4 separate regions of the Mus musculus genome follow, and regions 2, 3 and 4 are each linked to region 1. The links are chromatin contacts, called in public Hi-C maps. All regions are on one chromosome and are shown on one strand. Each heading gives the region's core, a stretch centred on a gene start, on an enhancer-like site or on the middle of the called end of the contact. The rest is flanking DNA. Distances are from core to core; before and after follow the strand shown.

The links. A called contact is a pair of places that touch in the nucleus more often than the background predicts.
Region 2: a Hi-C map of liver shows a contact between it and region 1, with 3 times the contacts expected there. The contact joins two enhancer-like sites. A contact is called at or near these places in 1 of 39 promoter capture datasets (the HPC-7 cell line) and 2 of 484 Hi-C or Micro-C datasets (both in liver).
Region 3: a contact with region 1 is called in a Hi-C map of liver, with 2.4 times the contacts expected there. The contact joins two enhancer-like sites. A contact is called at or near these places in 1 of 15 datasets of contacts at CTCF or cohesin (the NIH/3T3 cell line) and 2 of 484 Hi-C or Micro-C datasets (liver and nephron progenitors).
Region 4: a Hi-C map of liver shows a contact between it and region 1, with 5 times the contacts expected there. The contact joins two enhancer-like sites. A contact is called at or near these places in 1 of 15 datasets of contacts at CTCF or cohesin (the NIH/3T3 cell line), 1 of 484 Hi-C or Micro-C datasets (liver) and 1 of 9 other capture datasets (embryonic stem cells).

Annotation. Positions count from the first base shown.
Region 1 is chr5:151,408,677-151,411,580 of GRCm38.p6, reverse strand. All of the region lies in intron 3 of 1700028E10Rik (RIKEN cDNA 1700028E10 gene), which reads right to left. The region is part of intron 1 of Gm3704 (predicted gene 3704); the gene reads right to left. It also overlaps a transcript of Stard13 not described here. Among named protein-coding and RNA genes, the nearest start is that of Gm3704, 3.6 kb to the right of the region's middle. Within about 2 kb of position 1,415, at least 12 of the 459 cell types and tissues checked have an H3K27ac peak or open chromatin away from gene starts, as enhancers often do. A contact at or near this core is called in liver, where this site is marked.
Region 2 is chr5:150,916,429-150,919,332 of GRCm38.p6, reverse strand. No RefSeq gene overlaps it. Among named protein-coding and RNA genes, the nearest start is that of Kl, 35 kb to the left of the region's middle. Within about 2 kb of position 1,517, at least 13 of the 459 cell types and tissues checked have an H3K27ac peak or open chromatin away from gene starts, as enhancers often do. A contact at or near this core is called in liver, where this site is marked.
Region 3 is chr5:151,079,053-151,081,956 of GRCm38.p6, reverse strand. The region is part of intron 3 of Stard13 (StAR-related lipid transfer (START) domain containing 13); the gene reads left to right. Among named protein-coding and RNA genes, the nearest start is that of Stard13, 110 kb to the left of the region's middle. Within about 2 kb of position 1,551, at least 7 of the 459 cell types and tissues checked have an H3K27ac peak or open chromatin away from gene starts, as enhancers often do. A contact at or near this core is called in liver, where this site is marked.
Region 4 is chr5:151,142,199-151,145,102 of GRCm38.p6, reverse strand. All of the region lies in intron 1 of Stard13 (StAR-related lipid transfer (START) domain containing 13), which reads left to right. Among named protein-coding and RNA genes, the nearest start is that of Stard13, 47 kb to the left of the region's middle. Within about 2 kb of position 1,357, at least 150 of the 459 cell types and tissues checked have an H3K27ac peak or open chromatin away from gene starts, as enhancers often do. A contact at or near this core is called in liver, where this site is marked.

The DNA.
Region 1 (2,904 bases), core at 166-2,665:
TAGGCCTTAGTTATTCAGAAGCAAGTATCGACCTGCGACCCATGTTTGCTTATTCCCAGAACTCTCTTGTAGTATCCTGGCACCCCAACTCCCCCATCAGCTCTTTGGAACACCAGGTTCAACCAGATGTTTTTCCTACCCAGCAGTGCTGCTGACTGGCTGTGTCCCAGGGCAGGTTATGTGGGGTCTCTGATCTTTGGTGTATGAACAGTGCTCCTCATATTCATTCACTATTCTGTAGGGTTGTTGAGAAGTTCCCTCAGGGTGCCTGGAACACTGGAAGTTCAGTTTTTTGTAGTCACCTTCTCAGCAGCTGATTACTCTATTAGCACACTGTCTCCGTGGTCTCTTCTTGTGCCACAGATATTGAACATTTCCCTCGAGATCTCTCTCCTCTTCCTTCTTCTTCCCTCAACTCTGCCCTCCACTCATAGATTTTTAAATTCAGATTTTTAAAAAAAAAGCTTTTACTTTATTCACAATCCTTAGTTTCTACCCTATAGACTGCTATCCATCTCTCCTGGTATAACCATCAAAAAAAAAAAAAAAAAAAGATAGCTTTAGTTTAGTGTCTCAGCACTCACTATAAATTTGATACTGCCTAAAATCACCTGAAAAACAGTTTCAGTTAAAGAATTGTCTTTATCAGGGTGGTCTGTGGGCATGCCAGTGAAGAGATTGTCTTGATTGTCTTGTGTAGAAGGGCACAGTCACTGGGCAGCACCATGCTCTGATCAGTGCATCTTACACTATATAAGAAAGCTAACAAAGCAGGAGCCAGAGAGAGAGAGAGACAGAGAGAGAGAGAGAGAGCGAGCAAACTGCATTCCTTCATGTTTTCTGATTAAGCCAAATTAACTCTTTCCTCCTCTAAGTTGCTGTTTTGCTTTTAGTCAGAGTGTATTTATCACAGCAAAGGAAGAGAAACGAGGCATTGCCAAATGAACCCATAATCCCAGTACTAAGGAGGCTCGAGTAAGAAGTTCGTACTGGTCAGCTAGTTTAGCTGACTCCATGAGCTCTGGGTTCAGTGAGAGACCTGAGGGGAAGCCATTAAGAAAGGCTTGGTCCTTGTGCCTTCACACACAGAGCATGTCACGCAAACCTGCACACACACAGGTACACTCATGTAAATGTGTGTTCCCTATCCACAAAGACTGCCTCAACAACTCTCACCAACTTATTAACATGATCATCCTTCTAGCTACCTTCTTGTGCATATTTTGTGCTAATTTGAAATTTAATGAAAAAATAAAAAAAAAAGAGAGAAGAAAGGCATAAAGTGGTAAGAGATAAAGCATTAGTTTCAAAGGGCCTGGGGGCGGGGTCAGAATGGGAGTTACAACTGACAGGTGAGAGCCAAATCTACCCTTATGTTGCAATAGTTGAACCTTGAGATTAATTCTTAGAGTCAATATTTATTTTCCTCTTTTATATTGGCATGACCAAAAAACATTAACAGTCTATTTCTGTTCCAGTGAGCTGTTTGGGATGTAGCAACGTTTTACTACCAAAATTACAAGATTGGACAAGTCGGTTTTCTAGAGTCCTGCTTTCTTCTGTCTACAAGTGAGAATGAGAATGGTCTTTCATGTCTTCTCCTGGAAAATTCAATGAAAGAAAGCGTGTATCTAAAATAGTTCTAAAAACACAGTAGGAATGCCATAGAAGAATTGTTTTACTTAATAAGCAGCAGTGTGGAAGGAGTGTGTACGTGTGTGTGTGTGTGTGGGGGGGGGGGGGTTCTTTCCCTACCTACCACAAACAAAACGAACCAAAAAATTTTGTAGTGTGTGTGTGTGTGTGTGTGTGTGTGTCAGGGGTATTTGTGAATTATATAAAACATGTTTTGGGTTTTTTTTTGTTTTTTTCCCTTATTGAAGCAAGTTTGAGGTCTGTCCCAGCCAAAAGACCCTGACTTCTAGCAGGCTGTTGAACACAACTGCATGGCTGGAGGGGACCAGCATAGGGATGGCCTGCCACCCCCTTTATTTCCTTTAGTGATTTGTAATTCATTAATACCTTCATTTGCATGGGCTACTTAGAGGCTATTTATATTCTAATTATAGGCTATTTGAATATTACATTTGAATTCTAATTACAGGGCTTAGGGAAAGCTCATTTATTTCTAAGGGGTAGATTGCAGTTGAAGGAAAAAGAAATGTGTGGGCTATTCAGGAGCTCTGGCACTAGAAGGACCCAGAGTGCAGCAGACCCTCTGGGTCCCTTTGTCTGCATGGAACGAGTCTCTGGGGCAGGTGGGCAAGGTGTTGGTGGGTGATCTGAATGTATTCTCACAAAGTAAACACCAGTGTTATATAGTACAGAAAATACAAGGGGTCCGGGAGTCACAGCAGGCAAAGTACATTGAAGTTGCCTGACACAAAACAAAGGAATGATTTCAAAAGGATTTACAGGAACCAGGTAAATGTTTACAGTAAAGAAGATAAAGCAGTCCTGCCTAGGGTCAGCTTAGTGACAGGTAAGGATTTCACACTCTAGTGCTCTACCTTTGATCCTTGTGAAGGCTAGCACGGGGGGGGGGGGGGGGGGGGGTGTGTTCTGCTCTTGGCAGGCCTCATGAATAATGCAATATCACAACCCCCCTATTTCCTAGGCCTTGCTAAATTCTTATATGAGTGTAACTTTTAAGTATCTAGAGAATCTCCATTTGTTAGGAGAATTCATCAATCTTGCTTCTAATATACAATGTAGCCTGTACTGAAGATTTCTATCTCAGTGGGATTCCCTGGCTCTTTCATGGTATTCTCTTGTTTGGGTGCGATTTGCCACAGTCCCTAGCAAATACTTTGCAGACCAGCTCCCAGCCACTGACTCCATCTTTTGTAATGCTTAATTAGTTACTGAATAGGTAACCTCTTTACTGCATTCCTACTGGATTCT
Region 2 (2,904 bases), core at 268-2,767, 490 kb after region 1:
GAGTTTGCATTTGGACCTGGTGTTTTGCTATGTCACCCACAACTCCCTGTCTTCCTTCCAAATCCATCACGCAAGACTCTAATTTGACATCTAAATCACACCTTTTTATTTTATTTTTTAAGATTTATTTATTATATGTAGTTACTCTATAGCTGTTTTTTTAGACACACCAGTGGAAGGCGTCAGATCTCATTACGGATGGTTGTGAGCCACCATGTGGTTGCTGGGATTTGAACTCAGGACCTTTGAAAGAGCAGTCAGTGCTCTTAACCACTGAGCCATCTCTCCAACCCTAAATCGCACCTCTTACCTGAGTCTGCGCTCCCTTAGCTAGATTTTAATGGCAGAAGGAGCAGTTGTGGGTTCTCTGGAAAGCTCACACATACAGCGGGCACCAGCCCACAAGCTCCCCTGGGGCCCTGACAGCTTTCTTCTGCTTCTCTGAGGCTATAAGAAACCTCGCAGGCAGGCAGACAGCGCTCCACCGCGTGCTAATGAGGATGGATCCAATGTGAAATCTCAGAACGAATTGGGCAAGACAAGGCCTCTGGCCATATTGATTGCTGGTCGCCTCTCCGTGCTCACTCGCTTTTAGCGGGGCTGTAATGGCTCCACTTAGATTGCTGCCGCTATTTTCTCCCCACACACCGATGTTTACTTAAGCCTAACCTTTCTAATAGATGCGCACCTCCCAAGCTCCTTCTACCTTTGTTCTGTCCACCATCTCTTCCCACGGCCGTGGCAGTGCGTTCCCTGCCAGCAGCCTTAATGTTACATAATTCTTTCATTGACTTCAATTTTCCCCAACCCCAGCTTATTAGCTATGACATGTGCCGTACAGGCTGAAGACCTGTATTATCTTTAAAAATGCATATTATGCGGTCTCATAATAAAAATCTATCTGCCATCCATTCTAAAGACCTTCCTTCTACACAAATAGCTTGAATATAAGATGAATAAATCAAACAAATTCCAGTTCAATAGCTGTGTTTTAACTAATTACCATTCTAGTGAAGGTGCTGATCTCCCATCTAGCATTCACTTTATTAATATGAACAGATGAGCACAGATGTTTGTATACACCTTTTTATTTCTATGAGCAAACCCTTGTGCCATGAAAACAGAACAAATGAGGCCCTTGGCTTCATCCCACCTGATACCTGAATTAGCAAGCCTGGGCGTTCCTGAGTTTTGTAGCCACAACAGAGTGCGCCCATCTGCCATGGGATGAGATGAGAACGAGAGCGAGAGCGAGAGAGCGAGAGAGCGAGAGAGCGAGAGAGCGAGAGAGCGAGAGAGCGAGAGAGCGAGAGAACGAGAGAGCGAGAGAGAGAGAGAGAGACAGAGACAGAGCAAGAGAGAGAAAGCAAGAGAGAGCGAGAGAGCGAGAGCGAGAGCGAGAGAGAGAGAGAGAGAGAGAGAGAGAGAGAGAGAGAGAGGTGATTCGTGTGAACTTTCCCTCCAGGTCATCTGAATTAATCCACCTTTGACCGGCAGTGGAGTTCAGAGCGTGCCTTACTAAGGTAAATTTACCAGCCAGTACCCAGTTTCATACACCTCAATTTCAGGCGATTTGGAACCAGGAAGGCATTGGGGCTTCTCTTGCAGAGGGAGAGGGACCACGTCTGTGCACATGTCATGCTGGGCTTGCTCAGCGTTCTGGCTTCAGCCCCCTCGAGCTGGGAGCACATGGCACAGTGTCTGGATATAAGCAGCAAACTCATCTTAATCCTCCTGGCCCAGCACAACGATCAGCTCCCTTCAGCAGTCGTCTCTCTGCCCTCCGCACCAAATTTGTTGGTTATTTGTTGGAAAGCGCTTCTGTTGTTCCTCCTTTCGCTGCGGTGTGCCCATGGCTGTTTGGCATCCACCCAGCTCTGCTGTGTTCTATCAGCAATGCTCTTTTCTGGGTCCCTTCGTGTTCATTTATTAACTTCTATCTCTCCTGCCCAAGTACGTGGACAGTGAGTTGTCACTCGCAAAAGGCGACGGCTCCTAAATGCATAACCGCGGCTCACTGGTCCGTGAACTTGTATTCTTTAAAAGTATTTCCAACCTCGTCTTTTACCTGTGAACTCTCTGACCTCCTCTTCAGAGGTGCATCAGGGTTCCCAGATGCCACCTTTGGACTTTGTGATGAGTTGTCTCTGTATCTTGCTTGCATTGGGGAGTAGTTATTGTGTTATAAAAAGATAAAGAGAGAAGGCTATGTTCTATGGGGTTTGGTGAGGTGTGGGGGAAGGGGATGCCTCAGTGGGCCCATGCCAAGACATCCCTTCCCTGTGAGGGACCAACGACACCACTGAATAGAGTATATTCAGGGCATGGAGAGGGGAGTTAAGAGGGTAGTAGAGGCAGAAAAAGAGAGAGAGAGAGAGAGAAGTGGAGGCCAGCCATGAGCATGAGTGGAGAGAGATGGAGAAGGGAATGGGAAGAGAGGGGGAAAGGGGCAAGGAGACAAAGCAGGAGCAAGAAAGGAAGAGCAAGAGAGTGAGGAGGGGGCAAGCAGCCCCTTTTATAGTGGGTCAGGCCTACCTGGCTGTTGCCAGGTAACTGTGGGGCAGAACTTAGACAGAATGCTAACAGTAGTGAGGGAAAAAGAGGCTGAGTGACCGGACCAGCCATTTGTTTAAGCTCACTGATCGATTGCTGGTCTGATTCTCTCTGTGCCCTGTTTGACTATGAGGGCTTCAAAGATGCCACCTTGTACCAATCTTTTGCCTCTTTAATCCCTGCTCTGTTCATTGGGTCTCTGAGCAGCTTTTAGTTGCACTGGGTGGCAGTAAACTGTGGGAGACACTCAGGTTTCGTTTTGTAGCCTGCTTGGTTGAGGGCAATGTCTGCATCCTCCTTTTGGAGGACAGTAGTTCCCAGGATTCTCCTGGAGCATCCCTCACCCTACAT
Region 3 (2,904 bases), core at 302-2,801, 330 kb after region 1:
TGAAGGTTGGCTTCACTCACACCAGAGTTTTATAGCAGTTTTGACAGAGTATAGTGAATATTTCTGGTATATGGTATATTTCTTACCTACAGAAGCCAAATCTGAGAGAGGCTATCATCTATCTCTACAATGTATGTTGCACCCAGTCTGGGTGCTTACAAAGGTCACCGTTGTTTACCTCACCATATGAGAAATAATTCACAAATCAACAATGCTCTATCACACCATGAAGAGATGCATAGTGTCAGACAGTTACCCTAAAGAGTATTTTCTTCTCTCATGGTTTACAGGATTCAGGATGGTCTGTTTATAAGAAGATTGAAATTATACCCAACATTTCTTTAAAAAAAAAAAGTTTGGCTCTTTAACCCTCACCTTTCTTACTCTCTAGCCCTCCTTTTCTCTCTCCCTTTCCTACTCTCTCCACATGGCCGTGGCTGGCCTCTCTCTTTCTACCTTCTCTCCTTTCTCCCTGCCTTTCTACAATAAAGCTCTAAAACCATTTTTTTTAAAGTTTGTTTTTGATATCTTGTTAGTTTATTGTGTACTTAATTTTCAAAGATTTATTTATTTGTTATATGTAAGTACACTATAGCTGTTTTCAGACACACCAGAAGAGGGTGTTAGATCTCACTCATTACAGATGGTTGGGAGCTACCGTGTGCTTGCTGGGATTTGAGCTCAGGACCTCCAGAAGAGCTGTCAGTGCTCTTAACTGCTGAGCCATCTCTCCAGCCCCTATACCCAAAATGTCAAAATGCCTCCAATGATGATAATTTTGCACACTGGATTAAGAGCTAATTAGCATACAGTGGATAGACAAAATCTATCCAGACCACTGAGCTGGAGACAGTGCCCGTGTAAACTCAGGTAGGCATGACCACCCTTCTGTAATCTAATACACGGGACACACAGATAGGAGAGCCCCAGGACAAGCTGGTAATCTGGACCCTTTCGGGGGCTCTCCTAAGACCATTGGAAAACACAGATATTTACATTACAATTCGTAATGCTATGGTTGGGGGTCACCACAACATGAGAAACTGTATTAAAGGGTCACAGCATTAGGAAGGGTGAAAACCGCCCATCTAGACAGAGTTGATGAACTCTGGGTTCAAAGGAGAGGTCTTACCTTAATACGTAAGATGAGGAGGTGAAGACACTCAATGTTAACCTTTGGCCTACATATACACAGCCATGCACTACAAACACATGTGCACATACACCCATGAGAACATGCACACAATACATGTGCAACGAAAACAATCTCTGAAAAATAAATGCACATCACTTTATATCTTTAATTCCAAAGCCCAATAAATAATAATCATTATAATACAAATGGTATCTTTTCAAATTGACTGCTTTTAGAGCCCTTTGAGGTTCATAACAAACTTTAACTGATGCACAGTGCCCACATTTGCCCCTTGCCCTCACATACATTTCTACCACGATCAATATCTGCCAAAGGGCAGTCCACCCATTACAGCATGAAGTACACAGGGTGAATTACAGCACTGCTTTCTATTTAAATTCTGTGCTTTTGACGGGTGTATAGTGACAGACATGCACCACTGTGGCATTCGCATCCATTTCACTGCCCTAAAAACCCTCTGCTCTGCCTAGGCGTCCCTCCATTTCCCTAGTCTCTGGCAACTTCTGGTCTTTGGACTGCCTCCATAACTTTAACTCTTGCACAATGCTTTCTAATTAGAATCACAATTTACAGCCTTTTCATATTGGCCTTTAATAGTCACTTAAGTGTCTACTGTGCCTTCTGTGTCTTTATAACTCACTTCTAATTACCACTCTGTTGTCTGGTTATACCATAGTTCATCTTTCCAGCCACCGGACATCTTGATTGCTCTTGAATTTCACTAGTGATGACTAAAGTGGCTGTAAACACTGAGTGTGTACACATTTACACGTGGAAATAAATCTTAAACCCATTTGGGTGAATACCAACGGGTGTGTTTCGCAGTAATGACCTGTTCAGCTGTCTCACCTGAGCCATGTCCCATTGTCAGCAGCAGTGGGTGAGCGCTCCTGACCCTCGCTCTCTCAGTAGCACTGTTTAAAGAAGCAGTGGAACTCATGATTGCTTTAATTTGCAATTAACATGTTATACTGAACACTTTACGTTGTGTCTTATTTCATTTTATCTGTGTGTCTGTGTCTTTGAGTATATCTGTGTGTCACTGTGTGTGTTTATGTCTATGTGTGTGTGTCTGTGTGTTTCTATGTGTATGTCCCCCTCTGTGTCTGTATCTGAGTGTGGGTCTGTGTGTGTGTTTATGTGTATGTCCCTCTCTGTGTCTGTATCCTTGTGTGTTTGTGTGTGAATGTGTATCTGTGTGTATATCTCTGTGTGTCTGTGTATATCTGTAGGTCTGTGTGTGTATCTCTGTGTGATGTATATCTGTTTTTATGTCCCTGTGTGTGTGTGTGTGAGTGTGTATGTCTGTGTATATGACTGTGTCTGTGTCCCTGTATTTGTGTGTATGTATGTGTCTATGTGTGTGCCTTTGAGTGTGTGTGTGTGTCTGTCTGTCTGTGTCTATATTACTCTGTGTGTGTGTGTGTGTGTGTGTGTGTGTGTGTGTGTGTGTGTAGGTAGATCTATGTATATGTGTGTGTCTCTGTGTATCTGTGTATATGTTTGTGTCCCTATGTGTGTGTCCCTGTGTTGGTGTCTGGGGGTATAATATGTATATATCTGCATGTGTGGGTATGAGTGTACATGTCTGTGTATATGTCTGTGTCCCTCTGTGTGTGTGTGTATCTGTAAGACTCTGCCAAGCCTTAGTTACTGGGGACCCCCGTGTGAACAACACGGAGCCAGGGATTGATGCAGAAGCAAGAGGAATTTATTGTTCCAGTGCACTGGGGTCGTACTACACCAGA
Region 4 (2,904 bases), core at 108-2,607, 270 kb after region 1:
CTTTTCTAAAAATTCAGAAATCTCAAGAAACAAACAAAAAACAAAAACAAAACAGAAAAACTCCACAGAGCTAGGAGTCAGAAAAAGCCATGAGTCCCAGGTGGTCATGCAGTCAGGGCTGTTCTAAGGAATGAATCACTTTCCTTTCTGTGGTCCAACACAGAGTACAGTGCCTGACAGAATGGATGGATGGGATGAGGGGAGAATGGTGGAAGTTGCTTATGGTGAGTTATTTAAAGCCAGCAGGCACTCTCCCCATGTCTGTCCTCCTTCCTCCGGTCTTTACAACAGCCAGCCTTCCAATATCCAAACATTGGCACTGGCAGTGAAGCCAGCCAGGGGGTGTCCTATGAGACTGTAGAACTCCTTAGGCTGTGATGTCCTCTCAGCCACTGGTACTGTGGCACCACTGGGCCTTGTCTCCCCTGTTCTTGAGTAGTGTGCTACCAATGGCTTCCCATTATTGTTCCTGTCTTTGATGGTTCTGGGGATAGGATGACCACTCAAGGGGTTTCTTGGGAAGAAAGTCTTTCCTTTAACCCTGCAGCTCATCCTCGGTATGGCTTAACCTCCTCGTATCTTTCTAAGTCAGTGTTGCAGTCTCCCCAGTAGGAAATACATGGGGTTTGGGGTTTGGTTCTTTGTTTTTGTTTGTTTTCGTGTTTTTTCCTCTTCCTTAAGTGCCCGCAGCACTGAGAGTTTGCCTGTCTTTTCCTTTTGTGGTTCTGGAACTCTTTGCCAGATTCTAGCATCACACAGCTGTAATATAAGCAGAGACAAAGCGCCACGGTATGCAGCTGGCACATCAACAACTGTACATAAGGGTACGGTCTGGGAGCAGATGAGCAGAGGCTGACCTTGGGTATCCTAATGGACAAATAAACCATTCTTGACAGGAGAGAATACAGATGAATCAACATGAGAGTAACAGGAAATAGGCTGAGATTTCAGCAAGAGGGAATACTGTGCATCAAGGAGCAACCCTTGACCAGAAGGATGTTGTAAAGTAGGGGTGGGAGAACGTGACTATAGCTTTAAAAAGATTATGAAATCTCTACTCCCAAAAGCACGGACTATCTGAGTGTCTTGGTTTAAAAATGAAGATTTTTCTGAAATAAGAGAAGGTGAAAAGAGTGATTCTGGAGGCAGAGCTTAGGCTGGTGGGGATTGCCATAGAGTCTTTCAAGCAGCTTCCCTAGATGGGCCACATCCAGGTCTCCTTTCAGTCAAGGTGAGAAGAACGTGCCCAGGCTATTCTCTGCCTACATTGAGAGGTTTGAGAAAGAGGGGTCACTCTTTGACAGCAAGATTAACTGGAAACACAGGGTGATGTCACAACAGCAGTGACTCTTCTCACCTGGGATTGATCTGGGGACACTGATGCTCACAGTCCTGTCTGAAGAGTGAAGTCTCCAGGTCTTCGGCCATCTGCTCGCAATAATGGCAGATTCACTTTCAGATCCCATGACCTCTCAGGGTGCTCTTGCAGGGGTTCTCAAGGCCTGGGGTGAGTGCTGCTTCCCTTAGAGTGCAGGCAGGGTCACCTCAACATCTGAGGCACTCACTGGGGTTCTCTCTGCCCTGATTCTGGCAGCAGACACTCTCCAAAAGAGCCTGCCACATTGTAAACCCATTAAGGCTTGACTCCCTGGGGACAACAAAGAGAACTAACTGCCTTTTGAATGTGGGCTGTGTGGAGGGGACAGCAGTGCCTTCTGGCACCGGGGCTTGTCCTCAGGGCCAGGGTAATCTGTAGGGAAAGTTACAGGCTTCTGAGGGGATATTTTCACAGGTTCTCCAAACAAAAGGCTCTTTCTTTCCACTCTGTCCGACTCTCCTGCTAATTAACTGAGCCTAGTGGAAAGCAGGCCACTTCTGCAAAGAGACTCCTGTGCACGGGGTGCTTAGGATGTTTTTGTCTTGTTTGTCCGAGGAGGCACTGAGAAGGCCCTATTTGGGGAGCTGGTAGCAAGGCTGCCTGCAGACTGTCACAGGACACCTCATTTCTTCTAGTAATTTCCCCCATATGCACAGCCCAGCAAGCTGTGCTCGCCTGGCAGACATGGTAAGCACCTCGTCTAGGTCACTCAGTCCCCTCCTGCAATTGATTGTCCTTCACCTCAGGGACCATTCAGTCCATGTCTTCTTGGCACTCCTGGGCTGTAGCTCACTGACCTCTGTTTACTGCCCTGTTGTCGCTATTTAAGAAGTCCCTTTCCAGACCATCTGTCTTAGATTGCTATTCTGTTTACTTTCCCGCAGGCCCAGGGCCCTGTCTCTTGTATGTCTTTTGAATTCAAAATGCACTGGAGGACCGGGAAGCTCATTAGGCAAGCAATTTCTATTCCAGCGTCTGCTTAGGCAAAGTTTGCCAGAGCCTGCCAGCCTTCTGGAATTGTGGCTGAACCTTTCGAAACTTAGCTTTTAACACTGCCTTTTTTTTTTCTTCCCTTGTTTTGTAATGTTTATAACTAAGTACTATGCAGTTTGGAAAGAGTACTGAATCTTGTTTGTTTTATTCCTGTGTATGACCTTGACCATGAGGAGACATGTAAATTTGATCTGACTCTTATCAGTATTGACTCAAGATTTCTCATTTGTTTCTGTTTAGGCCGGTTTGGTTATGAGACTCGGGGTTGGGGGGGAAGCTCTTCACAGGCCTCTAGTGGACATGCAGCAGAACTGTTGAAATCTCACATTCAAATGCATTGGACCTTGGTGTGGAATTAGGCAATCGCAGAAATAACATTCTTTGTTGGTATTTCAATTAAGGATAAGTCATTGCATTTGTGTTAAAGGCAAAGGGAAGAAGAGTGACCGGAATCAAATTCGTGTTTGCCTTTGGCAGATCACTACCTAGTGGTCAACTTCTGCCGGCTCTATATTTATTTTGGCTTTTATTTG